Linked DNA regions of Mus musculus: regions 2, 3 and 4 are each linked to region 1. Evidence: chromatin contacts called from public HiChIP or PLAC-seq data. All regions are on one chromosome and are shown on one strand. Each heading gives the region's core, a stretch centred on a gene start, on an enhancer-like site or on the middle of the called end of the contact. The rest is flanking DNA. Distances are from core to core; before and after follow the strand shown. Region 1 has its middle 13 kb from the start of Cibar2. Region 2 overlaps Gse1 (genetic suppressor element 1, coiled-coil protein). Region 3 has its middle 19 kb from the start of Gm51556. Region 4 overlaps Gm51556 (a long non-coding RNA gene).

What was found. HiChIP or PLAC-seq counts read pairs in DNA pulled down with a chosen protein or histone mark.
Region 2: an H3K4me3 HiChIP or PLAC-seq map of forebrain shows a contact between it and region 1, with 4 times the contacts expected there. The contact joins two enhancer-like sites. A contact is called at or near these places in 3 of 39 promoter capture datasets (frontonasal cranial neural crest, hippocampal neurons and liver), 1 of 15 datasets of contacts at CTCF or cohesin (the NIH/3T3 cell line), 2 of 484 Hi-C or Micro-C datasets (liver and reprogramming fibroblasts), 8 of 115 datasets of contacts at active chromatin or transcription factors (the NIH/3T3 cell line, craniofacial prominence, embryonic basal ganglia and 5 more) and 2 of 9 other capture datasets (embryonic stem cells and pancreatic islet).
Region 3: an H3K4me3 HiChIP or PLAC-seq map of craniofacial prominence shows a contact between it and region 1, with 3 times the contacts expected there. The contact joins two enhancer-like sites. A contact is called at or near these places in 6 of 39 promoter capture datasets (the 3T3-L1 cell line, frontonasal cranial neural crest, hippocampal neurons and 2 more), 3 of 484 Hi-C or Micro-C datasets (granulosa cells, liver and neural progenitor cells) and 6 of 115 datasets of contacts at active chromatin or transcription factors (craniofacial prominence, embryonic basal ganglia, embryonic limb bud and 3 more).
Region 4: an H3K4me3 HiChIP or PLAC-seq map of forebrain shows a contact between it and region 1, with 3 times the contacts expected there. The contact joins two enhancer-like sites. A contact is called at or near these places in 3 of 484 Hi-C or Micro-C datasets (the N1E-115 cell line, liver and mammary gland) and 12 of 115 datasets of contacts at active chromatin or transcription factors (bone marrow-derived macrophages, cardiomyocytes, craniofacial prominence and 9 more).

Annotation. Positions count from the first base shown.
Region 1 is chr8:120,186,532-120,194,209 of GRCm38.p6, reverse strand. No RefSeq gene overlaps it. Among named protein-coding and RNA genes, the nearest start is that of Cibar2, 13 kb to the right of the region's middle. Within about 2 kb of position 2,894, at least 159 of the 459 cell types and tissues checked have an H3K27ac peak or open chromatin away from gene starts, as enhancers often do. A contact at or near this core is called in the N1E-115 cell line, craniofacial prominence, embryonic basal ganglia and 5 more, where this site is marked.
Region 2 is chr8:120,545,253-120,552,930 of GRCm38.p6, reverse strand. All of the region lies in intron 1 of Gse1 (genetic suppressor element 1, coiled-coil protein), which reads right to left. Among named protein-coding and RNA genes, the nearest start is that of Mir7687, 10 kb to the right of the region's middle. Within about 2 kb of position 3,415, at least 81 of the 459 cell types and tissues checked have an H3K27ac peak or open chromatin away from gene starts, as enhancers often do. A contact at or near this core is called in embryonic basal ganglia, embryonic forebrain, forebrain and 2 more, where this site is marked.
Region 3 is chr8:120,505,237-120,512,914 of GRCm38.p6, reverse strand. It overlaps a transcript of Gse1 not described here. Among named protein-coding and RNA genes, the nearest start is that of Gm51556, 19 kb to the right of the region's middle. Within about 2 kb of position 3,649, at least 60 of the 459 cell types and tissues checked have an H3K27ac peak or open chromatin away from gene starts, as enhancers often do. A contact at or near this core is called in craniofacial prominence, embryonic basal ganglia and embryonic limb bud, where this site is marked.
Region 4 is chr8:120,480,717-120,488,394 of GRCm38.p6, reverse strand. Gm51556 (a long non-coding RNA gene) reads left to right here. Exons shown (of 2, transcript XR_003947480.1): 2 at 1-1,118. It also overlaps a transcript of Gse1 not described here. Among named protein-coding and RNA genes, the nearest start is that of Gm51556, 5.9 kb to the left of the region's middle. Within about 2 kb of position 3,699, at least 38 of the 459 cell types and tissues checked have an H3K27ac peak or open chromatin away from gene starts, as enhancers often do. A contact at or near this core is called in the N1E-115 cell line and forebrain, where this site is marked.

The sequences.
Region 1 (7,678 bases), core at 1,645-4,144:
CCTTGATAATAAATGGTATGGCCCGGATCCTATTTTGATAAGATCCAGGGGAGCTATCTGTGTTTTCCCACAGAATGAAGACAACCCATTTTGGGTACCAGAAAGACTCACCCGAAAAATCCAGACTGACCAAGGGAATACTAATGTCCCTCGTCTTGGTGATGTCCAGGGCGTCAATAATAAAGAGAGAGCAGCGTTGGGGGATAATGTCGACATTTCCACTCCCAATGACGGTGATGTATAATGCTCAAGTATTCTCCTGCTTTTTTACCACTAACTAGGAACTGGGTTTGGCCTTAATTCAGACAGCCTTGGCTCTGTCTGGACAGGTCCAGATGACTGACACCATTAACACTTTGTCAGCCTCAGTGACTACAGTCATAGATGAACAGGCCTCAGCTAATGTCAAGATACAGAGAGGTCTCATGCTGGTTAATCAACTCATAGATCTTGTCCAGATACAACTAGATGTATTATGGCAAATAGCTCAGCTGGGGTGTGAACAAAAGTTTCCGGGATTGTGTGTTATTTCCATTCAGTATGTTAAATTTACTAGGGCAGCTAATTTGTCAAAAAGTCTTTTTCAGTATATGTTACAGAATTGGATGGCTGAATTTGAACAGATCCTTCGGGAATTGAGACTTCAGGTCAACTCCACGCGCTTGGACCTGTCCCTGACCAAAGGATTACCCAATTGGATCTCCTCAGCATTTTCTTTCTTTAAAAAATGGGTGGGATTAATATTATTTGGAGATACACTTTGCTGTGGATTAGTGTTGCTTCTTTGATTGGTCTGTAAGCTTAAGGCCCAAACTAGGAGAGACAAGGTGGTTATTGCCCAGGCGCTTGCAGGACTAGAACATGGAGCTTCCCCTGATATATGGTTATCTATGCTTAGGCAATAGGTCGCTGGCCACTCAGCTCTTATATCTCACGAGGCTAGACTCATTGCACGGGATAGAGTGAGTGTGCTTCAGCAGCCCGAGAGAGTTGCACGGCTAAGCACTGCAATGGAAAGGCTCTGCGGCATATATGAGCCTATTCTAGGGAGACATGTCATCTTTCATGAAGGTTCAGTGTCCTAGTTCCCTTCCCCCAGGCAAAACGACACGGGAGCAGGTCAGGGTTGCTCTGGGTAAAAGCCTGTAAGCCTAAGAGCTAATCCTGTACATGGCTCCTTTACCTACACACTGGGGATTTGACCTCTATCTCCACTCTCATTAATATGGGTGGCCTATTTGCTCTTATTAAAAGGAAAGGGGGAGATGTTGGGAGCCGCCCCCACATTCGCCGTTACAAGATGGCGCCGACAGCTGTGTTCTAAGTGGTAAACAAATAATCTGCGCATGTGCCAAGGGTATCTTATGACTACTTGTGCTCTGCCTTCCCCGTGACGTCAACTCGGCCGATGGGCTGCAGCCAATCAGGGAGTGACACGTCCGAGGCGAAGGAGAATTCTCCTTAAAAAGGGACGGGGTTTCGTTTTCTCTCTCTCTTGCTTCTTGCTCTCTTGCTGCTTGCACTCTGGCTCCTGAAGATGTAAGCAATAAAGCTTTGCCGCAGAAGATTCTGGTTTGTTGCGTCTTTCCTGGCCGGTCGTGAGAACGCGTCTAATAACACAGAGCCTCTTTCCAGACTGTGTCCCCCACTGTTCTTGGTACCAGCAGCCAGAACTCATACCTTCCAGAATTTCAGGGACCCCAAAGTCCTCCACTCCTCAGACTCTAGTCACACCACAGCCCTACCCTGCAACTCCTCACTTGAGCCAAGGGAACCCGGTCTTCGAGGTCCCTGGAGGTGTTACATCGCTGCACACAGCCCTGCTGGGAGCACCCTCTCTCCCCTATTTTTCATCTCTCCTCCCATAAGTCCACCCACAGCACCATCCCCTCCCGCCTCAGCAACCACAGTCCTTCTCTGCGCTCTGCTCTGCCTGTCCCATGTGACCCAGTAGACAATGAGAAAGGCACCTTTGGCATGCTCCTGCTTCAGCCCACAGAGTCCCTTCCCCATCACCATGCCCAGATACCATCCTTCCATGCCCTTTGGGCCTCCTCACTGAGGCCAGAAGGGTTTTTTAGATCCATGAGTCCACCAAGTTGTTCTGTGCCCCAGGGCCTTTGTACATGCCCTTCTTGCTGACTGGAGCACTGATCTGCTCCTTACAGGGCCGAGTGGATGGAGGAGGGAACCATAGGCAGAAGAACCATAGGGTGGACAGAAGTCTCCAGTCCCAGATCCCTATGGTGAATCGCAGGCAGGAGCTGGAGGGAGGGGCTGTTATAGCCCACAGCTTGAGGCCTAGGAAACCCCTTCTATCCCATTTTACCCTGACAGCAAACGCCCATGATCCCTATCCCCAAAGAGGTCTGGGACCAAAGCTGGATGCCTGCCACCGAGCTGGTATTGTCCTTAAAAGGCTCGTGAGAGTGTGTGATGTGGTGTGGAGTTGCTGGGGATGGGGGCTGGGGGTGGGTCACAGCCACTTCCCAGTCCTTGTCCTCCGAAGTAGATATGGGGTCTTTGGAGAGGCCTGTATTGTATTCAGGCCCCTACCTCCATGGGGACCCTGGAATGAGGGCTCCTGGAGTTGGAGAGGGGAAAATTAAGAATGAGGGAGGAAAGGAAGAGGAAGAAGAGGGAAGTGGTGGGAAAGGAGAGAGATGGGTCCAGAGAAGAAACAGTGTGAGAGAAAAGGCAGGAAGACTGGGGGGGGGGGGGCTAAGAAAAGCATAGAAAGGAGGGGGCAGTGCCCTTGCCCCGGGTGTCCCCAGCCACCCCAGGCCTGCTGGGGACCTGGCGGCAGCCCCAGCTGGAGGCATGCCCCGCAGCCTCGCCTCTCTCCTGGACAAGGCTGGTTACACAACGGTGGTGGCCGGCGTCCAGCGGGCTGTCACGTGGGTGCCGGAGTGGGGGCTGCTCCCCGGCGTGGCTGGGACTCGGCTCCAGCCCGGAGGCCAGAGCGTTCCCAGATGCGCTGGCGGCTGTAAAAGGCGCTGGTTCCTGTCAGCAGCAGGGCTCCGGGAGGGGACCCCCAGCAGCAGGCTGGCCAGATGGCTGCAACATGCGCTCTGGTGACAGGGCTGGGGGTACACAAGAGTGTCTACGCCCCCTCCTGGAAGTAGTGCAGGACCCCTTCCCCTGGCCTGGCCTCCCTCCAACTCTGCAAGGCTATGCATTGGACTTGGGGAGTCAGCAGCACCCCAAATCCTGCTCTTTACTTGGAGGTGGCATTCTTGACCAAGTACTGCACCCCAACTGCCCTCAGCTTCTGGGCAGTTGACCAGCTAATATTCTGCCCCTGTGCCCTAGCAACAAGGGAAAACATAAGGCCCATCTCCAGCCAATTGCAGTCCCCATTCTCTAAGCAACTATGATTGGTACAGAGGTGCACATGTGACTCAAACAGAACCAATCAGTGTCCGTCCCTGAGATTTTTTATTTTTATTTTTTTTCTTCTTTCCCTAGGTGAACCCAGGTGGATCAGACCTGGGAAGAGCAATTGGAGACTACTATTCTTCGGGCTCCTCTCTGCCTGTCTGGTGCCCTAGTAATACTAGAGTAATACTAGGGCTAACTGGGTTGATACCGCTGACCAGGACAGGTGGCTCAGATGGCCCAGCCACTGGAATGGAGAGAGCGACTCATAGGGCCACCCAGTGGCTCTGAGCACCAAGAGCCGTGAAATCCTAGCACCTGCGGGAGGCCACAACAGGAGCCCACGAGGGGTCCTTCCCAGCGGGCCCTGCAGCCTGAGGTCTATTCCCTGGGTAGGAGGGTCTGGAAGGGGGATCACAGGAGAGCAGGCCCACTGCAAGTTCAAATAGGAAGCAGGTCCAAGCCAAGGTTGGGCCTTGGAGGAGGTGGAGATGCTGGCCCTCCGCCCTTGGCAGGCCTTTCTGGGTCTTCACCCTCTTTCTCCGCAGCGTGAAGCACTTGGAGTTCTTCCTGATGCCTGCCCCTCATGACAGCCCTGTGGGCCGATGTTAGGTCTCAAAGCCGGGCGAATGGCTAACCGAGGTGTCTATTGAACACATTGGAGCGGACCTGGTGGCTAGGTTCTCCCAGCATCCGTCAGTCCCTATCTGTTACAGGGTATGGCTGTCATATCCTGCCCCCTACCCTGAACTGGGCTGGGCTGCCCTTCCCCCAGTGGCTCTTCCCTATGTCCCCAGCTATTCTGGTCACCAGACCCTTTTACCCCTTTTGTCCATGTGGCCGCTGCACCTGTGTCTCCCCTCAACTCTCCTGCCTCTCCCCACACCGTCTTCTCCTCACAGGGTCATGTCCACTCTGGACTCTCCCAGATGTCCCTGCCTCAGGCCGGGCTCTCTGTTTTATTCACACTAAACCTCCTCCTCCACTGTACCTGGGAACGGTCATGTTCTTTTATTTTGTTCTTCATGTGGCCAGAAGCTGTTTTGTTCACAGAGGAGGAGACCAAGAGTCCTAGTGGCCCCCTCTCCCCTGAGTTGCTCTGAGAGTGACAGAGCAGAGTCTGGGTTCTGGCTGGCCCCCGGCCAGCTCTTTCCTCCTGACCCAGTGACTCCTAGTGACCAGCCCGTCAAGACGCCAGGGCAGCAGCCACAGCCCGGGTGCTGCCCCTCATGCTCCTTGCCCAGCAATGGTCTCCAGCCTCTCCCCACCCTCTCGCCTCTTGAGTTGCACCTTCTCTCTAACTGTGCTAAGTTCACAGACATCTGTCCCAGGGTGTGGGTGGTCAACATGCATGCCTCTTCCCCCAGGGGAGGGCCCCTCAGCTTCTTCCTTCTAAGGACAGTGTTAAGATCTCTGATCCAGCTGTAGCTGGTCACAACCACCCCAAGAGGAACAGAACCATGAGTTAGGAACACCTCAACTGCTCACTCTATGCAGGTTCAAGAGGCTCAGAGGTAGTGGGACCTGCTGGTTGCAGGGTTCTGAACTCCCATATATTCTCCCTCCCCCCTCCCCTCCCCCTCCCCCCTCTCACTCTCCCCCCTCCCTCCTTTCTTCCTTCCCTCCTTTCCTCCCTTCCTCTCCCTTTCTCTCTTTTGATGTTTTCAAAAGGGCTTCTCTCTGCATAGTTTTTTGCTGTCCTGGAACTCATTCTGTAGACCAGGTTGGCCTCGAACTCTCAGAGATCTGCCTGCCTCTGCCTCCCAAGTACTGGGATGAAAGGCATGTGCCACCCCTGCCTGGCACCATTCTCTCTTTACTGTGGACTTAGTGGTGTCAACTAAGCCACTTAACCTCTCAGAGTCTCAGTTACCCCATCCTTAAAATGGCAACAGTAACTCTTGGCATCAGGTTGATGGGTGGAGCCTAGTGGCTGCCAAGGAAAAGATTACCTGCTCTAACAGTGAGTGGCACCCCTGCCCAGCACTGCCTTCTGTTGTACAGGAGCAAGCCTGTGGCAGGGTGGAGGCTCAGGGTGGGGACCCGGCCCTGGAGGGGTGTCAGAGGAAAGGTGTGGCAGGAACCCCTGGAGCCAGGACTACAGCTGGAAGGAAGGAGTCTCCAGGTGGCCGCCCTGGGCAGGCTGCCTGCAGGCACGGGGCCAGGTGGCTGGGCAGGGTCACAGGCCCCCAGAGACCCAGGGGTGTCCTTCGGGACAATGGGCCAAGCATTGTCCCTGATTCCAAGAGGCTGTGTCCAGTGGTGTTCACACAGTCCGCTGTGTGTGGGGCTGTGGGAACCGCTCTTGGGCTTCTCACTCAGTAGCAAGTGGGATTGTGGCCTCCCCGGCGGCCAGCAGTCCTGAGCTGGCACTGTGCGGTGGAGCGGAGGGGTGGGCACACTTCCTCCTCACACCTCCCTCTGCCATTCCTGATGAAGGTTCCATAAGTGCCAAGCCCCAGGCCTGGGGGAGTCAGCAACAGATGAGGTTTGTAGAGGGTCCCTGGTCCCTTGGGGGCTCCCAGGGTGACCACGGGGGTGGGGGATGTTGTAACTTATCTTATGCATCTCAAGAGCTGGCTTCTTGGGAAATCCCTGGACGAGTACAAGTCCAGAGTAGACAGATGGGAGGGGAAACTGAGGCATAACAACCAAGAGCCTGCCAGGCTAGAGTGGCAGGGAGAAAGGTCATTCAGGCCACAGAACAGCACATGCAAGACCATAGGCCTGTGTTCCTGTGAACTGGTCTCAGCCCTGAGAAGGGACTCCAGGAAGGAGGTAAAAGAGGGGCCTGGGCTGTGGAGCGTCTCCCAGCTGTGCTCACAATGCTGCCTATGAACTCATCATACTATCAAACCCAAAATCTACCAAGGTCCCTCAGCCAGCAAGGGAGAGGACAGGGACCCTCCCCTGGCCAGGGGTTGGGGGTCTCTGTCCTTAGGATTAGCAATGTAGCCAAACACCACGCAGAAACCAGAGTGAGGGCTTAGAACACAGATGACAGGGCCCAGGGGGTGCATCTGGGCACCTGTGGACCTCAGTCTGGTGGGATTTAGGATCCAGTGGGGAATGGGCTGTGCATGAAGCTGAGACCTCTGGGAACATTCCCAGGTCTGGCTCTGGAACGAAGTGTCCTTAAAGACGGAGGCCAGGGTTGGCAAGAAGGCTCAATGGGTAAAGAGCTTGCTGTGCAATTCCGGTGACCTGAGTTCAATTCCTGAGACCCACCTGTAGGTAAAGGAGAGCCCCACAAAACTGCCTACTGATCTCCACACTCCCGCTGTGTCGCACACACCCAGTGTGTAAGTGCCCCGTGTGTGCATGCCTATGCACACTCACGCGCAACAACAATAATAATACCAAGAAGGTCTGGCCTGAAGCCTGCTCTTCAGTGCACCCAAGTGTGGTTTCCAGCACCTTTGTTATGCAGCTCACAACTACCTGTAACCGAAGCACCAAGGCTGTGACACCCTCCCCTGGCCTCTGTGTGCACCTGTGTGCGTGCGCGAGCGTGCGCGCGCGCGCGCACACACACACACAAGCACAGCCTGGATTCTTCTCTTAGCTCATGTTCTATTGTACACAGACCTTCAGGCGAGCTGCGCTGTTGTGGATGGCATATGACTAACAGAGTAACTTACAAATGTTGCCTGCCTGAGCCTGTTGTCAGTCTGTCTGTCTGTCTGTCTGTCTGTCTCATGAGCCTTTGGTGTGCTAAGGCTACCGGGTGTTACATCTGAAGTTGTGATGTCCAGATGTGCTGCAAGTTTGCTCTGTAATTCGGGACATAGAGAGGGCATCTTGGTGCCTCAGTTTACCCACTCAAGAAGCAAACTATAGCTGGCTGCAAGATCTCCCACGGGGGAAGACAGTGAACCTGAGACACTTGACCTGAGAATCTCCCCATTTCCTGTCTCTGCACCCCCCAGCCCCCACCCCCATTCTGGCTGCCAGAGGGCCCCCACCCATCAGGCTCTGAGACCTCAGAGGCCACTCAGAGAGGAAGTCCCCTTCCGCCTCTCCCAAGCTGGACACTGCGGTGTTTCTTTTGGAATTTCTTGGCTCGCATGGGGCAGAATGTTCTAGCCGGCAGCCACAGGCCTTCCTTCTTGGCCAGGGGACTTGACCTGCCACCACCCACTGCCACTGCCGCCCATGTCTCTTGTAAAGAAAACACGGGATGCCTGGGAGTTGAGACCTGACCCAAGCTCACCAGCACCCCAAGACATCAGGGTACAGGGCCTGATGGCTCAGGGCCACGCAGTGATGAAAGGCAGGAGGGGAGGAGTTGGCTGTCTGG
Region 2 (7,678 bases), core at 2,166-4,665, 360 kb before region 1:
GGTTTCGGGAGCCACCTCCCACTCTCGCTCCTTCAGCTTTTCCAGGCACCATCCTGGTACTGCTTCCCATCATCTGGGAAAGAGGCCCGCCTTCACAGAGACCGCACCGCAGAACAATCTCTCACTTCCGCTCACCCCCGCTTCCTCCACGTGGGTGCCCCCAAAGTAAGCGCGCAAGAAAGAGGTCACTGAGGCCGGGCACACCAGCAAGGGCTACAAAGATGCCCAGAGCAAGCAGGCTGGCTGGCTTCCAGTGGTGGCCAGGTCCTGTGGTGCATGGGTCATGTCCCGGGGGCAGCAGGCTGCTGAGCCTGGAGGCTGACCTGTGTCCATACCAGGCCCTCTTTGTAATGGGGATCAGGTAGCCATGACATCCTGGGGACAGCTCCTAAGATCCAATCAGGGTGGCTCTCTAAGCTACTGGGGTTCTCAACCTGTGGGCCCCGATATCTTTGACTCTTTAGGACTGGAAGTCACCACAGCATGAGGAACTGTAGTAAAGGGTCGCAGGATCAGGAAGGTTCGGAACATAGCCAAGCCACTAAGGCACTGTCTACACCACCCCCTTCTTTGTGGCCAGCATCTCAGTCATCCTTGGATCTCAAGGAGTGCAGATGGTGAAACTGAGGCCAGGTGTGCCGAGGCTGGCCTGCTATCACAGCTGAGTGGTAATGTTCTCACATCCCCGCACTCAGCCTGAACCCTGCTACGCCTCATCACTCAGAACTACACGACTCCGGTGATTTAAAACATGTCCCCCAAGTCTTGTCACTCATTCCTGCAAGACACAGAGAAAGGCCTGTGTGTAAATGGTTCTGACAACTCACTTCCAACAAATACATTGTTTTCAGCTTGGGGAGGTGGGGGTGGGAACCCCTTCTTGCCTTCCAGTCCCTGGAGCAGCAATCTGAGCTGGACCAGACCAGCTAAGCCTTTTCTGTCGTGGACCCACAGAGACTCCAGGCACTAGGAGACGCTATTCTACTCCCTACACCAAGCTTGGGGCAGTTTAATATATTGCATATTGCACAGAATCTGGAATGAGTGGTTCACCTCAACCCATCAGAAGCCAAGAAACACTCTGCCAACATATTTGACCCCCAGCCTCTGCCGCTGACAGTGCAAAGCCATCTCAGGAGCCATCACAAGGGATGGTGTCCTTGGACTCATTCCACAGATATGAGTGGGTAGGCTCAGCACAAGGGTGGGTTGGGAGCAGGGCCGGGACCACTCTGGGGGAAGAGCTATGTCCTGTGTGAAGCAAGCTGCCTCAGATCCAGCGGGAGGGTTGAAGGTTCAGTGTCTCACCCAACCACCTGCACCAGGTGGGCAGCATGGCAGATGGAGATGCTGGGAGCCGCAGCAGCTCGCGGTACAGCTGTAGGCCCATCCCCCAAATCTGAGGAGAGGACCGTGCCACTGGGGAGGGGGCACTTCAAGATGCCAATGGGTGTAAGCGGATATGCTGGACCCACCAGACTTGGCAGGATGGCAGATAACAGGATTTGTGATGGGTAGGACCTCCCTGTACCACATGCTATCACCATGCTCCTGTGGGTAGCCCAAACAGGACTCCAACTGTCAGAGAGCAGGGGACCGATCCACCCCTAGGGCCTCCAGCAGTCTCATGCCCAGGGCATGGCTGCCCTTGGCCCCCTACCCTTGGGGGTGGGGGACCCCAAGCCTAGGTTCTGGAGATATCAGTATGTTCCCAGCCTGGGAAGCTGCTCTGATGTCAGCTCCCTTAAAATAGAATTCCAAATGAGCGGCTTCATTAGGGGGAGTCTAAAATTAGCACTGTTCCTCACACATGCGCACATGGGGCTGGTGGGGGGAGGGGTGGGGAACTGGCCCCGGGTACCAAAGAGGAGGACACACTGCCAAATTTTGGGGGGAGCTGAAGAGTCCTCTTCACTCACAGGGCCTAGGGCCACTAGGTATAGTGTCTATTCTGTGCCTGGCATCCCGAGAAGAAACCACCTCAGTAGGCAGGTACCGGTGTCCGTAGAGGCTCAGGTGTGGCAGGCAGGGGGGGGGCAGCGGAAAGGAGAGAGGTGGGCACGGGATGCCTGCTCTCCCTGTCCTCATTAGGGGGTATTTATTAACTTCTCTGTTCCCAGCCGTCGTCATCTATAGGACTGGCTCCTGCGAATTCATTATCCTAAACAGTTGGGAATAAGCTCTGTGGAGCAAGGGCCTGTGATGGATGAGGCCCGGGGCTGCCTGCAGTCCATGCAGTCCATGTTCTCCAGGCGAGCAGCTCGGTGAGAAAGTCAGCCTAAATCTAAGTGGACTCTTGGGCACTCTACACAGGCTCCTTCCTGCTGCCTCGACCAAACGTTCACTCTCAAGCTGGCCGGCCGCAGCTCTCCCCTCTCTAGACCCAGAGTCCAGAGCTCGGGTTTCTGTCAGAAGCTACTATCTCCACAAAATAGCTGGGGACAGCCTGGCTGCCTTGGTGCATCCTGCCCGATTCCCCCACTTAGGGTCCTAACATGCCCAGGAATATCATCAGTGCCAAGGAAGGAGACCCCAGAGCACCAGGCAGATGATACTCCTCAACTCACCTCGCTCTGGTCCTGCACAGTTGACCCAGAAGGGGTTCACGGGGTGGGGGATGGGGTGGAGGGGGTCTCAGTGCCACTTCCCTCCTGCAGTACATCAGGAGTTATTAATCAGCCCAGCCTCCCTCCCGTTGAGGCCGTAATTACCGTCCCTTTCATCCCAGCTCCTCCCGGCACCAGACCTCAGGCTTGCTCCTTCTGCTCTGTAATTACCAGCTAATAGCTGAGATGAATTTTCTGAAGGCCCGGTTCAAGCACCAATCCGTCCCTCCCTCCTCCGCCAGCAGCCCCTCACCCTGGGGTAATTACACCCAGGGAAGCTGTGCCCAGCAGAGCAAGGCTCTCAGGCAGTGTGGACCTGGATGCTCTATCTGCCCCTTCGTCATTTTTCATTACCGCACACTGAAATGTTTGTGAACAGACAGAGACTGGGTCGGCCCGGGCTCCACGCCCCCACCCCCACCCCCGTGATCCCCGCGCCCCAGAGGGTGATGCTTTTGCAGCTCTAACAAGGCTGGGGTCACCCTGCTGCAGGGACCTGGCGGCTGCAGTAGTGTGGGGTGCCCACGTGATCCCCAGAGCCTGGACGGCTTCATAATAAATTCATTATTATGTGTGCCGCCGCCGCCGCCGGCTTGTTCTGAGCGCACCCATGTGAGGCAGCTTCTCCGGGGCGGGGGCAGGGAGGCCTGCTGATGTTCAACGGTGAGTGTACCCCGCAGGCCGCTAAATCCTGCCCCTCTGCCGCTGCTCCCAAGGTCAGTTCCCCCAGGAACCCCTGCACGAGGCGACAGAGCGGGAGAGCAGAGCAGAGCAGAGCAGATGGTGACTCCTGACCCAAGACCGTGAAAGCGGAGAAAGCAGCAGGCGAGTGGGGGTGGCCTGGGTATGACAGGGGCTCTGATCTGTGGGTCAGGGGAGGAATGAGGCAGCCAGGCAGAATGAGGGAGGGAGATGGGAGAGGTTACCCACCTCTGCACTGTGGACAAGGACAGGAGGGGCTGCCCACAGCATGAATGCCATGGATGTATAAGCAGCCTCTGGGGTTCCCTGCAGCCATGGGAGGGCAGAGAATGGGGACCTTTTGGTAACTCCAAGCCTTTCACTGTCCACCCCTAGGCTGTCAAAGGCCCTGCTGTCTCAGTGTTCTGAAAAAAAAAAATGGGAGTACTGACAGGAGACCCACACGTGGTGGATCGAAAAGGTGCAAAGAAAGGGGTAACAGTGAGGGATGGCGCCCGAACTCAGGGTGCAGAGGCAGGGGTACCACGGGTTTAATGCCGACCTAGACTTGGTGAAAACTCATCTTAAAAACAAGTAGTCATGGGGCTGGAGAGATGGCTCAGCGGTTAAGAGCGCTGACTGCTCTTCCAGAGGTCCAGAGTTCAAATCCCAGCAACCACATGGTGGCTCACAACCATCTGTAATGAGATCTGCCGCCCTCTTCTGGTGTGTCTGAAGACAGCCACAGTGTACTTCACATATAGTAATAAATAAAATAAAAAAAATAGTAAAAAGGCGGCTGAGGATGAGCTCAACAGTAAAGCACTCACTTAGGCATGGCGGAGGACGGAGGGAGGGAGGGAGCAGGGGAGGAAAGGAGGAAAGAGCCATGAGGCTCTGTGGCTGTAGATGTTAGACAGGCCTCCTAGGAAGTCACCTGACTAGGTACAAAGCAACAGAGCAGGAGTCTCAGAGGTTCCCAGGCGGCAGCAGGGATGGAGCCTGGCAACAGATGGCAGCGACATTTGACGCGATTATTCTAAGTGGCTGCTGCGCTGTGCTTCGCTTCGTGAGAAGCCTGGCGTGGGCAGACGAAGGAGGCTACACAGCCACCCCACACCAGCTCGGCAAAACCCACCGGAGGAAAGGGTCCCTGAGGTCGGGAAGCCAGTGGTCAGCACCGCCGAGGGTTGACAGTCCAGAGCCCGGCACCATCCCCAATGGTGATCCTGACAGCAGCAGGAGGTGGGACTGGCTTGGAGCCAGAGGTGTGCACAGGGCTTCTATAACCATAACGTTACACACAGGCATGGCACCCTTCACATCAGCAGACCCCACACACCAACCACAGTGACAGGCAGGTGAGACAGGCAAGATCCTTCCCTTCCCTGGGCTCCTTTGTCAGCTGCTTACTAACACTGGGGACGGGGACAGGGACTAGGGACCTCAGGGTGTCCTCGCCTCAGCCTGACTGCTCAGTCTGGCCCAACCTGCCTCCCGGACATAGAGACTCTGCCATTACCCAGTCCGGTTCGGGTGTTTTACCCAGAGGGTGACCAAGGCTGGCAAGAGCCACACCTCATCTAGGCTCAGAGTCTGTCATCTCTGTAATGTCCACTGAGTCAGCTCCTGGGGAGCCCACCGCGCACCACTGTCACCATGCCTGATACGGAGGGCCGAGGACGACAGGATGACAGAGGCAGGCAACATCACCCAGCAGCAGTGTCTGTACACCCCAGTGAGCCCCGAGTGGCCCATGGCACCTTTGGGCTTCATCGGTCACAAAGAGCCCTTTGAGCACCGGCCGCTGGCCTCCTCCCCAAGTCCCCAAAAACAAACACTCAAGCTGTCCAGGACTGAGGTTACGTGCCTCCGAGTCTCCATGGGATGCAGGCCAGGGGCCAGCAGGTCGAGGCCAGGCCCTGAGTGGTCACCTGGAAGGCAGCAATGCACATGTGCCGCCCAGTTCCCCAGGGATTCTCAGGCTCCACCAAGACAGGCCCTCCACTCCCATTTCCTGTTTTGGCTGGGGGCTCAGCAGACCCAGGGGGCTACTTGGGAAGTGGGGACAGAAGTGTTACAACACAAACCTCTCCCCAGGGCACACACCAGCCACATACCAGCATTATCAGCAGGTGCTATAGGAGGAGGTCACAGGTAGATTCCGGAAGGAGGGCTGGGGACAGCAAGGCCAGGCTGTTTTCCTCTAGCCTTGCCCTAATGGAAACCACGGTTTGATACAAGCCCCTTGGTCCCAGCCAGTGACAGCTCCAACACAGGCTGGCCACTTTTGAGGGTCACCCTCAGGTTCCAGGTGCCAAGCGTGGGAGAAGAGACAACCACGCTCTGTTTCTTCTGGCTGCGCAGGACATAGTGGGCTGAGTGTCTCTGGCCTAAAGTCACGTTTAAGTTGTTTGAGTGAGACCCAGAAGGATCACCTTAGTATGGAATTTCGGTTGAGATTCTTCCAAGCTGCTGAGTTACAAAACCCACCGATCCCCAAGTCAGGGGTCCCAGTGCTGGCCTCTAGGTCTCAGGTGGCCACGCTCCCCAGCTCTGGCCTCACAAGTAGCCTGCTCAGTGCTCGCAGTCCACGGGAGCTGAAACACTGGGTCCCGCTGGGACTCTCAGGCTCCACGTTGCTGACTCAAGAGGAAGTAGGGCCCATCCAGGAGGGTCCCTCTCAGATTGTAGCGAACTCGCCCGCCACTCAAATCCGATTCAGGATTTGGCCCAGAGTATAAGCAGGCAAGTGGCTTGTCCCCAGGGCCCGCAGAAAAGGTCCTGACCACCAAGGCCAACAGTTTGGGTCTGAAGGAGACCCAACTTCCTACAGGTTGTCCCCCGACTTTCACATGCCCACAGTGACGTACACACAAGTAAAGGAACGTGACAGAAAAATGTAAAAAGACCCCTTTGGGGACTAGGATGTATGGCAGGAACAGCCTGCTTGCCTACACACAAAGCTCCACTCCCCCAGATGTTTAAAGTGGCAGCTGGGTCCTTGGGGCTTGGATGTAAAATGACTTGTGCAACAAAGTTACTTTGAGCAGCCACTCCTAACTAATGCCCCTCCCTAGTACCATGCATGGGGACAAAGTCGCTCAGGGATTGAGGGAAAGAAAGCTCTAGTACCGTGCCTCAATATCAGACTGGTCTACCACCTTCAAAACCCAACATGCCAAGCCCAGACACCATAAAATTCTCAACCGGGGGGTGGGGGTGGGGGACCCTTAGGCCATGATGGCCTCCTCCATCAGAGAAAAACTTCCTCCACACACAGCTACAAACCTGGGCAAACATGTCACCGTCTCCAGGGTGCATGTGTTAGGTGCCCCTGAGTGACCAACCACCTATACCCAAGTCACCCTGGCAACTCAAGCATACCCACATTCTGCAGGATTCCAACTGGGAACCTCTAGCCAAGCAGGCTCAGAGTACAACCCAGACTTGACCCTCCCTACACTGCAGCAGACCTAACGAAGGCCCTGGGAGCCGGCCTAGCGCAGACTCCCCTGTGGGCAGACAATCCTCATAGCCAAGGCTGGCTAAGCACAGGACCAAGTTCCCCCCATCCACATCTCCACCCAGGGGGCAGGTGAGAGCCAGCAGAGGAGCAGGTGGCACCCGTCCCACCATGCCTTTCTGTGGCACTGCAGGCTGCAATAATCCTGACTTGAAATGCATGGGAACAGCAGCTTGGGGAGTGACCTTTCAAAGTTGGAATAGCTGCACGGTCACGGTAAGCTACCTTGGTGTTCTGGGGAAGAAACTCAGGTCTACATTCAAGACCCAAAGCTGCTTTCTACACAGGAAGACACATGGCCTCAAGTGAATGTACTTACTGTTTATTTATATGTGTGGACATGCACAGGTGCCTGAGGCAGCCAGAATAGGGAGGGCACTGGCTCCCTAACTCACCCTGGGGGCTGGGGTGGGGCAAGGAGAGGCCCCACCATGGGTTTTGGGAACTTTACTTTTGCCCCCTCGGAGAGCAGTAAGCATGGTTTCTCCAGTCCCAAGCCTGAAGTGACCCCAGGGCCTCCCACATACCAGATCAGTAACAATTTCTCAGCCATAACCCCGGCCCTGCATGGTAATTTTAATAATTTGAGGGACGAAACAGTTCCGCGGTATAGAGTTTTCTACTCTGAAGCGACATCGGTGTTTACAACCGGTTATGATTTTGGAGCGGTTAGGGTGGTCTCAGCTCAGGGTTGCTTAACCTGTCTTTAAGACTTAAAGGGCTCACACCTCCATATGCCCTTCTCCATTCTGGCCAACAAAGGAGTCACACTTGACAACAGCCATGCTGGTAGAAGGCTCGATGTATACAGTACAAAGGCCATCAAACTTCCAGTCAACCTCCCAGAATGCCTCAGTTCATTTCC
Region 3 (7,678 bases), core at 2,400-4,899, 320 kb before region 1:
AAATTATTGAAAGAAAATTAAAATTAAAATTAAAAAGGTATAAAAGCAAAAGCATGCTAGACCCTGACCTAAGAACACACTGAGTAGTCACTGGCAGAGAGAGGTGAGTCTGGGGGTGGAAGCCACTGAGGAGCAGGGTCCTGCTCACAGTGAGATACACAGGGCTCTCAGTCTCAGTTCCTGAAGGCTGGGCTACTCTTGGTCTGCTGTCCTCCCAAATCTCAGTTGGAGAATTCAGGTAAGCATCTCAGAGGATGGGGTCCCCTCGAGGACAGGGCAGTGTTCTGGGGGCGAGGTGGGGGGAAGCAAGGCTCCAGGAAGCTACCCCAGCCTATCCCCAGCTGGGTCCCTGGGGCTGTGCCAGCCTGCTCAGGCACACACACGTGTGTTCCTCTCTTCGTGCCCACAGTAATCTCCGACTTTACAGCAAATTATTAAAACTCACTTATATTTAATCTGCCTTCTGGAATTAATTGAATTTTTACGCTCAGCAAATGCCACAGTTTGCGGGGCCTCCCGGTCGCTGGCTCAGAACAGCTAAGTGACAAGGCAGCAGTCGACCAACTGTGGGGCTGGCTGTGCAGACGGGATCCAGGGAAGGAGAAGGCATTAAGAGAAAAGGGTGTGGTGTGAGACAGGCCATCCCCGTCCCAGATACCCTGAACTGTGAACAGACTCTGTTTCCATCAGCACAGAGGCCTGGACTTGGGGTACGCTGGCCCAGGTGTCAGTCTGCAGAGACCCGTGCAGAGAGAGCAAAGACTACCCTACACGCCAGCTACGCAGGGAAATGCCCTTAGCCTGGGTCCTCCTGGTACTGTCTGGGCCCCCAAGAGAATCCCAGAACCCCACCTCTGACTCTGAACTCGCTGTTCAAAGGCTAGGGGGGGTCTCCCTGACCTCTGAACCCCAGCCAACCTCGGCAGCTGAGACCCACCCTGAAGGCAGAGGCGCTGGGAGCCAAGGTCATGTGGAATGCTGGCAAGCTCCTTCTTGCAGAGACACATTAATCAGGGGGTGCTGCCACCCTGGGGAAGAGGGGGAATGTTTTCAAAGCCTGCACGGGTGCTAAATGCATCTGCACACACTTGCCAGGTTCAGAGCGCTAGGTGAGATGACACCAGGCTCCTGTTGGCTGGGGGGTGGGGGGGCACCGAGTGTTCTCGCCTCTCTTGCTGCCACAGCTAGAGTGAGAGCAGAGGCCCCCGGGGAAAGCCTGGCATCTCCACCCTAGACAGCCCATGTTGCAGGATCTGCTTCCTATAATCCTCTTGGGGACTTGGAAAATGCAGAGTTCCAGGCCAGCCCCACCTTCCTATGGGAAACACAGCCCAGGGGGCTTGTGTTTCTATACACGCTGGGCACCTCTCTGGGGGCTGACGGCTGGGGAGGGGGCAGGACTCCATCCTTCCTGCTCTAGAAGGCCGAGGTAATGAAAAGCAGGCAGGAGAACTAGGCAAGAAATCAGTCTCATTTGCCCTAGGCTCAGAAAGATCCAGGCACCAGTGTCCCTGGTGCCTGTCCTTCAATATGTAGCCAAGAGCAACAAGTCCCCTGTCCCCTGTCTCCTCCCCAGCCTGGTGGAGCTCCCATGGAAGGCTTGCTGGATCTCTCCACACTCTGGGAAGCTCTTCTCCAGCCCTTCTCGACCATTGCTACGGGGCTCAGGCCTGTTAGGGGTGAACAGTTCTCATCCTGTCTCAGCTTAGCATCTATCACCACCTTCCCCGGCTTGGCAATTTGGCCTCCCTATCTCCTGGCAGTCAACTTGCCTATGTTTCAGGAACTTAGGGTACCTCCCCCACACTGGTCCCTCCCTCCAAGTATGAGGTTGTGGTGGCTCAGGCTGCTTGGGAGGCTGAAGCAAGAGGACCATAGTAGGTTCAAAGGCCAATCTGGGAAACTCCAGGGAGACTCAATCTCAAAATACACAACAAAAGGGCAGCTTGGTGGCAGAGCTGAGCTCATTGGCTAGCCGTGGGTCTGATCACCTAATACCACCACCCCCTTCTCCAAAAATCGCCTGCCCCTCTAGCAATGGGTCTGGTCCTTCAGGGAGGGACCAGAAGATAACAGGAGGGCTTCCTGCACAGGCCACCACGTACCTGTGGGAACATGGCAGGGGTGCCCTCCTCAGTCCTAGAGGCAGTTAGTCCAGGACTAAGGTGCAGGCAGTCTTGGTGCAGAATGCTGGGGTGTGTGTGTCTTACACACATACACACCCTGCCAGGCCCCCTCACTTCTGCAGCGGGGGATTCAGCCTTCCTGGGAGGGATGGGGAAGATGGCTAAAGTGTGTGTAGAGGCCAATTCCTGGCTTCTGAAACAGATGCTACTTAAGGGGGTGGGGGGAGGGGGCGGGCAGTGCACAGGAGGGAGCAGGAAGAAGGAAAAGGAGATAGGAAGCAGGGGAATAAGCCAGGAGGGAGAGAGGCAGAAAGGAGGGGAAGGGGGCAGGGGTGGGGCTAAAGGGGGGAGGGGGAGGGGAAGGAGAGGGAAGGGGAGAGGGCAGGGAGAAGGGAAGGGGAAGGAGAGGGAAGGGGAGAGGGCAGGGGGAAGGGAAGGGGAAGAGGACGACAGGAAGGAGAGGAGGGGGGCAGGAGAGAGGAGGAAGAAGAGAGAGGGGAGGAGGAGGAGGAGGGAGGAGAGGGGGCAGAAGGCAGAGCAAGGTTAAACTGCAGGAGACCGCCAGGGGGAGGGGGAGGGGGAGGGGCCCCAAAGTACTCTTCCCTTTCTGCGGTGGTAGCAGTTGTGGCTTTCTCCCCTCTCCTCATGGTTCCCATGTCCAGTGCCTGCTCTTCCCCTGCTGAGCTCACTCACCCTATCAGCATCCTACCCGCAGCAGTCGCTCAACTTGGGAGATTGGACTATCCGACCAGCCCACAGCCTCCTCTGCTTCTTTGCTCCCCTACAGCAACTTGACTCCAATAAATATCCAAAGAACCATTCAAGAGCAGGAAAATCCACAGCTTGGGACAGAAGCCAAGCCCCAGCCCCAGGGCCTTGGTACCTGTCATCTGATCACATGGCTTGTTCTTCCCAGGGGAGCTCCCGGGCTGTCCCCCTTTCTCTAGAGACTGAGCAAAAAGCCACTGAACGCCGGATCACTGGATCTCTCCACAGCCCCGACACCCACCCTAGCATCCACCCCCGCTCCCCCATAGGGCAGGGGCACAGCGTCGCTCACTCCGAGCCTAAGCTGAGCCAAGAAGTCATGTGTTCTCCCAGCACGGAAGGATCAGGAGCCAGTACCTGATACGCAGAGAGCCCCAAGGCCAGTTCTGGTCTAAAACCAGAGTCAGGTTCCTTGGAGGGCTGGCCAATAAGCAGGAAGCTAGGCCAGACAACCTGCTTCAGAGGGTCCCCAAAGCTCAACTCAGGGAATCCCTGGGTCTCCAGGACACGCCCCTTTGACCCCCACACGTCACTTGCGCTCTCCAGCCCTCCTCCAGGGGCGGTCTAGACTCCCACAGGCGTAAGGACAGCACAGCCCCCAGGTCCGAGGATTACCATACATTAAGACATAATTCTCCATGGAAATTTACAATACAAAGCGCCCCCACCCTGGTGGCTGTAGTAGGAGCCTGGATACAAAGCACTGCTGTGTCTGGCAGGACCCCAGAGCTGGCCCCAGCTAGGCTTCAATAGAAGTGGGTGGGTCCGTCTCCCGGAGCCTTTTCCTTGCTCTGGGCAGAAGCCCCGCCCTCTGGGAGGGCCCTCTGGTGGACTGCTCTTCGAGAGAGGACTTCACTATTTCCTTGCCCTGGCCCTACCCACTGTGGCACCCTGAAGCCGTGGCCCCAAGCTGACGCTATTGGGATTTCTCTCACAGAGTTGTCTGTCCAGGGAAGGGATGCCCAACACAGGTAGAACCCTAAACCTTGGTTTCCCTACTGACTTACTCCCTCCATCCAACTGACTTATGGAATGTACTCACTATGTCCAAAGGCTGATCATCCAACTGATTGGCTCCTGCTGTTCACGCACCCGCTGTGTGCCACTGTGCGGGCACCTGTACCACGCTGGAGACAAGCAGCAGAGGAGAACCCATGAGCTGGAAGCATTTTGGAGAGAGTTTATTGCTCCGCTGGGAGACACCCCACTCCTGGTCTCAGGAGCTCCAAGGTGTTGCAAGAAAACATGGACAGGAACATGATGGGTCAGGGTGACAAGGACAAGGGTGAGAGTGTTGGGTGTGGGGCTCTGGATGTGGGGAGGTCTGAATGAGCAAGAAGCTGTGTGTACAGGGGCTGCGGGGACCACACAGTCACATCATGGCTAGCACAGCGGAGCAGGAGAGAGTCCCCAGAGAATTCCCAGCTCCGTCTTAGAGAGAGACGGAGTTGGGAATTCATTTCACCTAGTGGACCAAGAGGCCTGAGGCTTAGGGAGGGGCAGGCCCAGGTCTGAATCCCACCTCTATGATTGCCATGCACAAGGCAGTCAGCCCTTCTTGGACTCTGCTCTTTGCAGATGAAAGCTGGTAACAGTGACCATGCACGCACGCACCTGTCGCACTGGAGCGAAGGGTGTGGCCAGAGAAAAACCGGTCCATATGGGTTCCAGAGAAGCCTATCACTGGGGAGACGGTCTAACTTTCCATCCTGCACTAAAGCAACAAAGCTGTCCATCTGTCATCTATCTGTTTGCCATAAAACTCCGGAGAGGCCTAGCCAGCAGCGACCCTGGGGCCACTTCCCAGGTGAGACTAGGATTCCATGGTAGAGACGCCTCCACCGACCCCAGCAGCCTGTTGACCAGGGACAGGCTGGGAGAAGGCAGCCTTACCAAGAACCATAGGCCCATCACTGCCTCTGATTCTAGAGAACAAAGGCCTCAGCCTCCACTGCCAGGCTACTGAGCTGAGGAAAAGCGCGAGAGAGGTGGACACACAGCTGTAGCATCCTGGGGCCCAGATGCCGCACAGCATCCTCAGACCCAGCACAGCACCTGCAGACCCAACATAGCAGCCCAGACCTAGGCACAGCATCCAGACCCCGCACAGAATCCAGGCCCCACCCACTACCCCTAGATCTAGCACAGCACCCCCAGACTCTGTGCAGCACCCCCGGACTGCACAACACCAAACCATCCTGTTCACAGGCAGGGTGGAGGTCAGCCCAGGTAGTAATCCACTAGCAACAGCTGACGTGTTGTAGACCAGCCTGGAGAGCCCCACTGGAGATGCAAGGAGCCAGAGGCGTCAATAACCTGAGTTCTGGCCTTCATCAACCTTGGCTTCTCCCTGAATCCTCTGGCTACGGGTAGGAAGAAATCTAGTTCTCAAGTCAGGCAGAGGTTGACCATCTGTGCAGAACTATTCCTGGGAAACAGTGACCCTTAGCCTCTGTCCTATGCTTAGGTCCTGCCAGTGCCTGGGTCTCTCTCTGGGGCTCCCTCCCTCCCCTGTGTAATGGACACATGGGTGGGCGGAGGGCGACTCAGCCTCCATGGGGGTATACAGCAGGTACTCAAAAATTCCCAACTCTTTGCCGGGTGTGGTGACGCACACCTTTAATCCCAGCACTCAGGAGGCAGAGGCAGGCGGTTTTCTGAGTTCGAGGCCAGCCTCGTCTACAAAGTGAGTTCCAGGACAGCCAGGGCTATGCAGAGAAACCCTGTCTCGAAAAACCATAAAATAAATGAAATAAAATAAATCCCCAGCTTTGTTAGGTGTAGCACAAAGGATTATGGGGTGTCAGATGTCTCTGCGGCTAACTGGGTTTGGGGACAAGAGATTCTCCCTGTCAGGCCTGTGTTCTGCTCTGGCTGACCTGAATCCCCCCTCCCCTGCCGCCCTGTAACTTTTGTCATCATAAGCCCCAATCTACACCCTACTTCTCCACAAGGATTCAGTCTACATTTGTCCCCCCTCTCACCCCTATTCCTCCTCACCACAAATATCTTCACGACTTGGACCCCAAGTTTCCCCACCACAGAAGGAACTCAGTGCAGGGGTGTTGGAGGTGGGTCACCTGGCCTGCAGAACCTTACTTCCTGTCTGTGATACCCCAGGCAGGGTGACATTGAGGTCCTTCACCTGGGACCTCCTGTGGTCAGGGAAAGGCCTGAGGAACATTAGGGCAGCTGTGATTCCTGTGGCATGCCTCTCAGTGACAGATGCCACCCACCGCAAGGCACCTTGGCTCCCAGGGAAAGTGTGCAACCGTCCAGCAGGGGTCAGACAGATACTTCCTACATCCTTCCTAACACAGAGCAGACACACCCTGCACAGCACCCCAGACCCTGCACAGCACCCCAGACCCTGCACAGCACCCCAGACCCTGCACAGAACCCCAGACCCTACACAGAACCCCAGACTCTGCACAGCACCCCAGACTCTGCATAGTACCCCACAAAGTACCTCTCAGTACATGTTTAACATCCAAGACCCAATACAGTTCCCTAGACCCACACAGCACCCAGATCTGAGAAGGAGTCCCAAGGTAGCACTGGGGAGCAAACTGCACCTGTAGCTAGCTCGGCTCAGGGCCAGGCAAAAGGTGACAGAGGTAAACCCAGCTTTTACGTTGTAAAGACAGCACTGTAGATTTCATAGAGCCAGGTTGTTTTCAAACTCTGGTTCCATCAAAGACCCTGCACAATGGCGGGCACAGCAGGAGCTGGGGGGCCACCCAGCAACCCCCAGCCTCACTACATATTAGCAACTCACACTGTAATGCTGCCTTCCAACACCCTGTGCCGAGGGATAAAATCCTCAGGTGGCCTTTTGGGGAGGTCAGGTCTGTGCCAGTGGCCGGCCTTCACTTGGCCTTGTTCCTGGCTCCAACCTGGGCCCGGGAGTACAGGACCAGCGTCCTGGCTCTGGTACTGCCGCCTGCGTGGATCCGGCTGTCCTCAGGACCAGGCGCTCATGAACACAGCTGTCAGACGCACTAAAAACAGGAAGAGAAGAAAACCCCAACAAAACGGAGGCAACATACCAAATGCCAAAATACAATGAAAATTCAAACAGCTAAAACAAATATAGCCATGAAAAGACGGGAGCCCTCGCAACGCCGTCTCTACAATTAAGCAGCTTTCTGCTCTACGCTGACAGTCACCTAATTATACCACTAATGACAGTTCAACCTGCTTCGAAATAAAAGGCCAGTTTCCACAACGGGAAACCAGCTGTTAGTTACACATGTCAAACATCTTTAAAGCGTTATTATTAGGGGGGAGAACAACAAAAAAATCCCTATAAAATGAACGCATCCATCTCACGCCCCACTCCACGAGGGGGGGAAAATCACAATTAGCCATGTGCTTCTGCCCAATAATAATAAAACGTGAACACACACAAGGATACGGGGGAGGGGAGAAAGAGAGAGATGGGGAAGCCGCCCCCTCAGGGTCTTCTAAGGGGCTCCCCACCCTGTGGTGCAGGAGGAGGGTCTGTGTTTATTTCCTTCCTCTGCGTTTTAAATTCCTCTTGGTGAAGCAGTCTCAGGGACCAGGATATTTATGAGCTGAGCTGATCTCCCCGGGGGCTCAGCCAGGGCTCTCCTGGTACATGAGGCCCTGTCAAGTGCCTGTCTGGGAGGCAGTTAGCGGCAGCCGGAGCAGCAGCAGCCGCAGGTCGCGGAGGTGGCAGTGGCCTGGCTGCCCCCGGCCTCGTAGACATATGCTCGGGCTATTCCCTGCCAGCATGTCTTCAAACCGTGCGAGCCTTTGAC
Region 4 (7,678 bases), core at 2,450-4,949, 290 kb before region 1:
GAAATCGGCTTTGTTTTCGTTTCCCCTTAGCTACTGGGTGAGGAGGGGCGGGGTGCGGAGAGGAGGAGGGGGGCGCTCGGCAGGGGTGCTGGGGGGTGGAGAAAATTAATACCCAAACAGCCAAGAAGTACCGAGGGGGCAGATTTCGCCTCGTCAATGGGAGAGGCAGCGGCGACAAACAAGTCTTGGGCTAGGGACGCTGGTGAGGGCAGGCTCCCCTCCCCCCCTCACCACCAGCACCCCCCCCTTTTTGGTTATCTCCCCGCCCGGCGTCCCACCACTGACTCAGACGGAGGGGGTGGGGAGGAGGGAGAGGAGGAGGAGGAGGAACTCGCGGGGGCGCAGCCGGCAGGAGCAGGAGAGCGGGAGGCGAGAGCGCGCGGCGGTGGAGAGCCCCTCGATCAATTTTCATGCAAGAATCATTATCGGTAAATTGGAAAGCTGGCTGCCTGACAGCAGATTTGTCTCCCCTAATGAAAGCGAAAGGGAAGGGGCGCAGCGGCGGGCGGCTCCTTCCGTCTGCGCCGCGTCCTCCTGGAGCTCCCGGCTGCGCGCCGCGGTGACGAGAGTTCCACTTGCGACCTGCCCGTGCGCGGCCTCAGAGCCTTACGGATCAGACCCGCTGCCCAGGGCTCCAGGCGGATGCTCCCACTTCCGACTGCAGGGTGCTCCCCTCGGCCCGGGAGCCGGCCGTTTGCAAACAGTGGGCGACTGCGGGCGCCGCCGGGGCCCCCTCTGGCTGCCCAACTCCGCGCTCTGGCCGTCGGCCCGCCCTCGCTCCTCCCCACCCACGTCTGACAGCTGCGGGAGCCCGGAGCACGACCTCCCCCCCGCGACCGTGCCCCGGGGAGGCCGGGGCCGCCCTTTGTGCAGCCCGCAGCGGGCTGCGGAGACCGCGCCCGGGAGAGCTAAGGCCGGCGGTTGGCCTCTCTCTTTCCTTTCCTCCCCCCACGCCCTACCCCTTAAAAAATCCCTGTTGCAAGTGTAATCAAATGCTTGATACCATCTCCCACACTCTCCTGCACCCGGGCATTATCAGATCCGGGAAGGCATGCTTCCAGGCAAACAGACCTAATAAATGCTATTACTGGGACTCTGCAAGCCCCGGCTGCACCATAGTAACGAGAGCCCGGCTAATTTGGTTTAAGCAAACGACCGACTGCACTGAGCGTTAGTGTGGCGCCTGTATCTCCCCTCCCCAGCCGCCGCGCGTTCACACCAGCTCAAGAAGGCCCCAAGTGATAATTCCCCAAATCGAAGGGGAAAAAACCCTGCCGCCAAACCACATCCTGTGCGCTCATTGTCCAGCCCAGCGATTTTAAAGAGACAGCGTCCATTTACCCACACACCAGCCCCTACTACTAAACGCACGCGGCAAAGCAAGTATCAAGATGCGACCATTTGTTTTTCAAGGCCTTTTATGGAAGCTCTCCCTACCGCCGTGGCGCGACTACCTGGGGTTGTGTGACTCTGTGACACTAATGGTCACCTTTTGACCCCAGATCCTCAGGTCCTAGTCCGCAGGTACGCACAGTAGGAGCCATTGTCGCGCCTGGCTAGGGTTGCTGCCCTGGCCCTCTAACCTCACCCATCAGGGGTCCACAACCAGTGGCCCTGAGATCCGAATAAACCCGGTGAATTCGGGTCACTCTCAGATTACAGGCCTCTAGGGGAGAGCTCTAGAGGGCACTTTGAGGGAGGTGGGGGCCAAGCCTTCTGATCCTTGCTGCGCCCCCCTCTGCAGCAGACCAGACGAGCGCGATCCCGTGGAGGGCGCCTGGGCCCCAAGTAGCAGGAAGGCGCCGCTGCTGGCCTCTAGCCGCTCTGCTACGCATGACCCCAGAGGTCGCGTCAAGCCCTAGGCTGCCGCCCTTTGTTTCCGGGGCTGCCTGCGAGGCGAGGACACACAGGCCGGACTCGGGGGTCTAGGGTCATAGCATCCATCACCTGCCCGCACTCTTGGGCTAGGTGAAGGAGAAGGGACCAGGCGCCGCTCACACACATACCCCACTCCCAGCCCCCGCCCAACTTCCCGACCCCTCACAAGCTCTAGCTGTACTTCAGGGAAACGAATAAAAACTATTTTTAAAAGACCCTAAACTATCAGTTTGTGTTGTCACTCTTTTATTGGTTTTTAATTCCCCGGGATTACGGGAACAACAGTAGTAATTAATACGAAACCTTCCTCCACTGTATATGCTAATGGCAGGAGCCATAAAAATTAATTTGCAAACATGTCATTACACAATAGCTATACAGGCAATAAACCTGTAATTATGGGCCAATCACAGGCAGGGTACAGAGGGAGGATGCTCCCCCAATAGGCTGGGCACCCCTCCTTCCTTCCCCTGCTAAAGTAGGAGAAGTCATCCTGAAAAGAGCATCCTTGAAGCCACCTGTGGAGAAGGCTGTCCAGACTGGATTCCAAACTACCTCGCTTCTGTGCCAGCCACTCGGGGACTATTGGGGACCCGTACTGAGGCAGGGGAGGCCTGGGCCTGGCTTGTGAAGAGGCCACGAGTGGGAAGGGCAGGCAGAGAGGATCTCCTGATGGCGGGGCAGCGCTGCTTATCATCCCTCTATCATTGAGCCTCCCGAAGAAGAACCTCTCTCTCTCCTAATAAGAAGCCCAATGCCTGCATCCAATTATCGAAGCCCGTGCAGGCCAAGTCCTAATTGCACCGAGCCACACCCTGGGGAAGGAGACTAGCTGTATGATGTTACTGATCTAGCTCAGTTCCTTCACCCCTGAGTCAAGGCTCAGAGTAGGTTAGTAATGTTTCCTGGTGATAGGGACCTCCGAAGGGTGGAGCTCTCTCCATTCTACAGGGGCAAGAGTAGTTACCCCACAGACCCCCCCCCAAATAAACCTGGTGCCAAAACATCTAAGAACACAAAGTCCCGCCCACCCCCACCCCCACCCCCCAGCAGCAGCCAGCGCGGGTGCTGGCTCTCTCTGAATGGTTGAGTTGTTTGCCTAATGTGGCTGAACAGGGTATCTGGCTGCACTTTCTCTTTCCCACTGGCCCCTGTGGCTTTGCTGTGGTGGGTGGACCCCATCACTACAGCCATTCATATCCCCATGGGGAGCCAGCCCTCTACCAGGCATGTCTGTGGCCTCCTTCCTATTGGGACATGTGCCCAGCACTCGCTCCCACCACAGCCATGCGGACACACCAGTGCTGGCTGTGGGTGTTTGTATTAGGCTGTTGCCCTCCTATGTTTTACGCCAGAAAAAGGTGGTCATTACCTCTCTCCTCCCCCAGAGCATGATGAGCCAGTATCTCCTCTCCCTCTGTCTCTGTTTCTGTCTCTGTCTCTGATGGAGAAACAGCAGCAATTAGGAAACTGGACCACCCAGGAACCATCCTTCCTCTGGGACTTTTGGGAGGCCGGGACACCACATGGCATCTTTCCTCTTACCTCCAGAGAGACAGACCACAGTGAAAGCCACCCAAGGTTAGAGAGGAGAGGGGTTGACAACCCCCATTCGCCCATAGAAAAGAAGGTAGGGGTTTCAGGCTGCCCTGCAGAGATGCATGACACCAGCAGGTCTCCTCTCTGAAGATGCTGCCTGCCATACTGGCTGCCCCTTCAACACAGAGAGGCCCCCACACTCCCTGCAGCAGGGCCACCCTTGCCAGGGCTCAGGCAGAGCCCAGCCAGCGCCAGCCAGCTGAACACAATAAAAATAGCCCCGTACACATGCTTAGGCAGGCGGTTCTCTGTCAGCTGTACCCATCGCCTATCATGTGCGGTCCCCCAGGCCAGGCAGCCAGCCTGCCTTCCTGAGGAGCTGCACACAAGGAAGTCTCATGCCACAGACTCCAGAAAAGAGTGGAGGCTGCAGGGCCAAGTCTGCATGGCTCCTGGGACATGCTGGATCCTCCAGATGCCTGTCTGTCCCCTCTGGCAGGGCAGTCGGGCAGCAGATGCCCAGTGTGGGCCAGGCGCTGCTCTGAGCATTCTTAAACAACCCACAGAATCCTTTGGAGTATCCCTGTCACCCTGCTCTTCCATTCTCCAAGTGAGGCATGGGGAAGCAGATGCCGGATCTGGAGTTTGAGCCCTGGAGGTCTATTCCTAAGCCCTGAGTACCCTGTCTCCTCATCTGGAAATTGGGATGGATCGTGCATGCATGCATGCATGCCAGCATGCATGTGCGGTCCCCTAGGCCAGGCAGCCAGCTTGCCTTCTCGAGGAGGTGTACCCAAAGAAGCCTCATGCCAGAAATGAGTAGAGCCTACAGGGCCAGGAAAGAGTGGGTATGGGTGCTTCCAGCACCTAACCAGCCCAGGGCCCCCACAAACATCTGGGATTACTCCCAAGACCATATAACACTGGCGATGTCAGCAGTAGTGACAGGTGCACCTCACTGTGTTTGGCTCCATCCTCCTGCCTTTCAGTGGCTTTGTTAGCATTTGGAGGACTTCCCTACCTACTCCCACCAAACAGACACGTCTTGTAACTCTGTACGCTGCATGCTAAGGCCCAGTACTGTGAGGTCCACTGCCCAAGGGCACAAAGGGAGCAGCCACACCCGCTTCTCCCTCTGGCCCTGGTGCTTAGGTGACAAACAAACCCCTGAGATAAACCCCAGATTGTAAGCGAAAGGCCTGAGCTCACAGCTGGCCCTGACATCTGTGCCTGGATTGGCTTCCATCTTTCTACTCCTTGTGTCCTGACCAGGTGTTTTACCCATTTTGGGATCTCACAAGAATTCTAGAGTCCAAGCCCTGTGCTATCCTACCCTGTGCAGTGGGTTGAACGGTGGTCTTCCAAAGATGTGGTCTGGTACCTGGGCCTGTGACGTGGTTCTGAAGATGAGGCTGAGCAGGTATGGTGAAGCGTGGGTGGGATCCTTCCTGAGTGCTGGGTGGCCCACGGAAGGGTCCAGGTGAGGTGGGACATGTGTAAGCCTATCACTTGGAAAACTAAAGCTAAAGCTGAAGATAAAAGGACCATCAGTCTGGCTGCGGACAGCAAGGCTTGGAAAGGAGGGAGCTCGGCTGGGCTGCTCTCACTCCTGCACCAAGGAGGCAGAGGCAGGACGGTCCCTGCACCCTGCATGTGAGGCCAGCCTGGTCTGAACCACAGAAAGTTCTAGATCTTCCAGGGCTATATATTGAGATTCTACTAAATACACATACATACAAGCACATGCACACATACATAGACAGACACATATACACACACACCAGACACACATACACACATACCAGACACACATACACACACACACACACACACACACACACACCACATACACACACATGCACAAGCACATGCACACATAGACAGACACATATACATACACACACACCAGACACATACCACGTACACATACATGCACAAGCACATGCACACATACATACATACACACACATAAACCACATACACCACACACACACACCACATACACATACCACACAGACATACAGACACACATATACATACCACATATACCACACACACAACACACATATACACAGCACATACACATACACAAACCACACACAAACTATACACACACACTACATACACACCACACACACCACATACACACATACACATACCACACATGTCACAGACATACAGACACACATACACAGCACATACACCACACACACCACAGACATACACACACACAGACATTCACACACACACATACACACACACACACACACACACACACACACACACACACACTCGGTGAATACCAAAAAGAGGAGAGAATAGAGTGATATAAGAGAGAAGCCATGTGAGGCCAGGACCAGCAGCAGTTCTGACTGAGTGGCAGCCCCAGACACTGGAGAGGCTGAAGCGCCTCCCACTGCCTCCAGAAGGGACAGGGCCTGTGACACTTTGACCTGACTTCTAGCCACTGGACTGTCAGAAAGTCTCTGGCTTCTCAGAGGTCACAGGGTTTGTGGTGATTCATTACCAGTCTCCAGGGGACTCATCTCTCTGGTCACCTCTGTCACAGTGGCCTGCTCCTGGCCAGCAAGTCCCTAGAGGAGCTCAGGTCAGCTGGCTTATATCAGGCCCTGGGCAATGAGTATTGGGGTCCCACAGCAGCCTGGCACCCAGAAACCAACAACCCCACGGGACACAGGGCTTACCAGTGTCATGGCCACTCTTCTGGTTTTAAACGGTGACATACGTGTCTGCTGGGTTTCGGGAACAGGTATGGCCCTAGGCCATCAGCTTGGCTATCTGCCTCAGAGACAGACAGCCTTCCAGAAGCTCCTCCTGTGAGCAAAGGCTTTGGCCCCTGAAGTCTCCGCGAGGCCCAGGGCAGCAGTGACAGTAAGAAAGAGAATCACAGTGGCTAGTCTGTCACCTGACCCACATCCTTTCCTCCCACCTCACCTGCGTTTTGGGACTCAGTTTTATGCAAAGGAACAACATGTAAAGTCTCACTTGCCGTCCCAGGGCCTGGTGGGAGAGATGCTCAAGTGAAGCCTTGCTTGCTCATTCTGGGGGTTCGTGACCCCCCCAGATCCAGTACTGAAGATAGCACCCCCATTCAGCTCGTCCACGGTATCCAGAGTAGAGGACCTTGCCCCGCGCCTTCCCAGCTGTCCATCACACGGACACATGCTTACGGTCCGGTAACAAGCGTTCCCCGACATGAGACCTTTGTGATGAGCCCAACAGTGTGTCTGGCACAGCCCGGCCGTCTCCTTTGCTCCTCTCCTGGCTCTGGGTCACATACTTCAGCTCTAAGAAGACGGATGCTGTACACAGCATCCCAGGGAAGTAAACCTGTCCTTCCTCATTCCTCCCATTCCTCCCAAGAGAGGTGGAGGCCAGAGAAGTCAAATAGCCCTAAGTCACACAGCCCAGAAAAGGAAACCCACAGATTGGACCCCGGATAGAGTGACAGGTTCAGGGGGAGCCTCTTCCTCTCCCAGAGACTTGAGTTATAAAGTCTTTGTTTGTGTGTAGACGTGCCTGCCGTGGTATGTGCGGGAGGTCAGAGGACCGCTTGCCAGAGTTGGTTCCTTCCTCCCACAGTGCAGATCCTGGGGCTCTAAATCAGGTCGTCAGGTCTGGCGGCAAGCCCCTCTGCCCGCTGAGCCACTTTGCCGGCCCTGCTTGATTGTAACTGACTGTATGATTTACCTATGCAGTGTTGGGTCAGATCCCTGGACTCTGCAGGTCGGACTCTGTTCAGGCCTTGACTTTCTCCTTACTCTTGGAATCAGTTTTTTTCCCAAAAAAAAAACTTCTTGAGGCAGGGCTTACCTTACATCTTGGGCTAGCCTTGAACCCCAGCTCCTCCTGCCCAGGACTCTATGGCTGCAGCCACATTAGATACAATCTTGTTATTGTTGTATTTAGACAGGGTTTTAGTATGTAGTCCTAGCTGGTCTTGAACTTGGAAAGTTGCCTGACTCTATTTTGGTTTTTTCAAGATAGGGCCTCTCAGGTTGGCCTCCAGTTCCCTACGACCTGGGACTTGTGGTCCTTGTGCCCTGAGCTCTCAAAGGCTAGGATGACAGACGGGTGCCACCTTACCTGGTTTATGAAATACTATGGATGGCACGCTAAGCAAGCACTCTACCAATTGAGCCACACCCCAGCTCCCTTTTAAAGCCTGTCTTTAAAGCAACAACAACAAAAGAGACAACAAACAAAACCAACCAACCAAACAAACAAACAAAAAAATAGT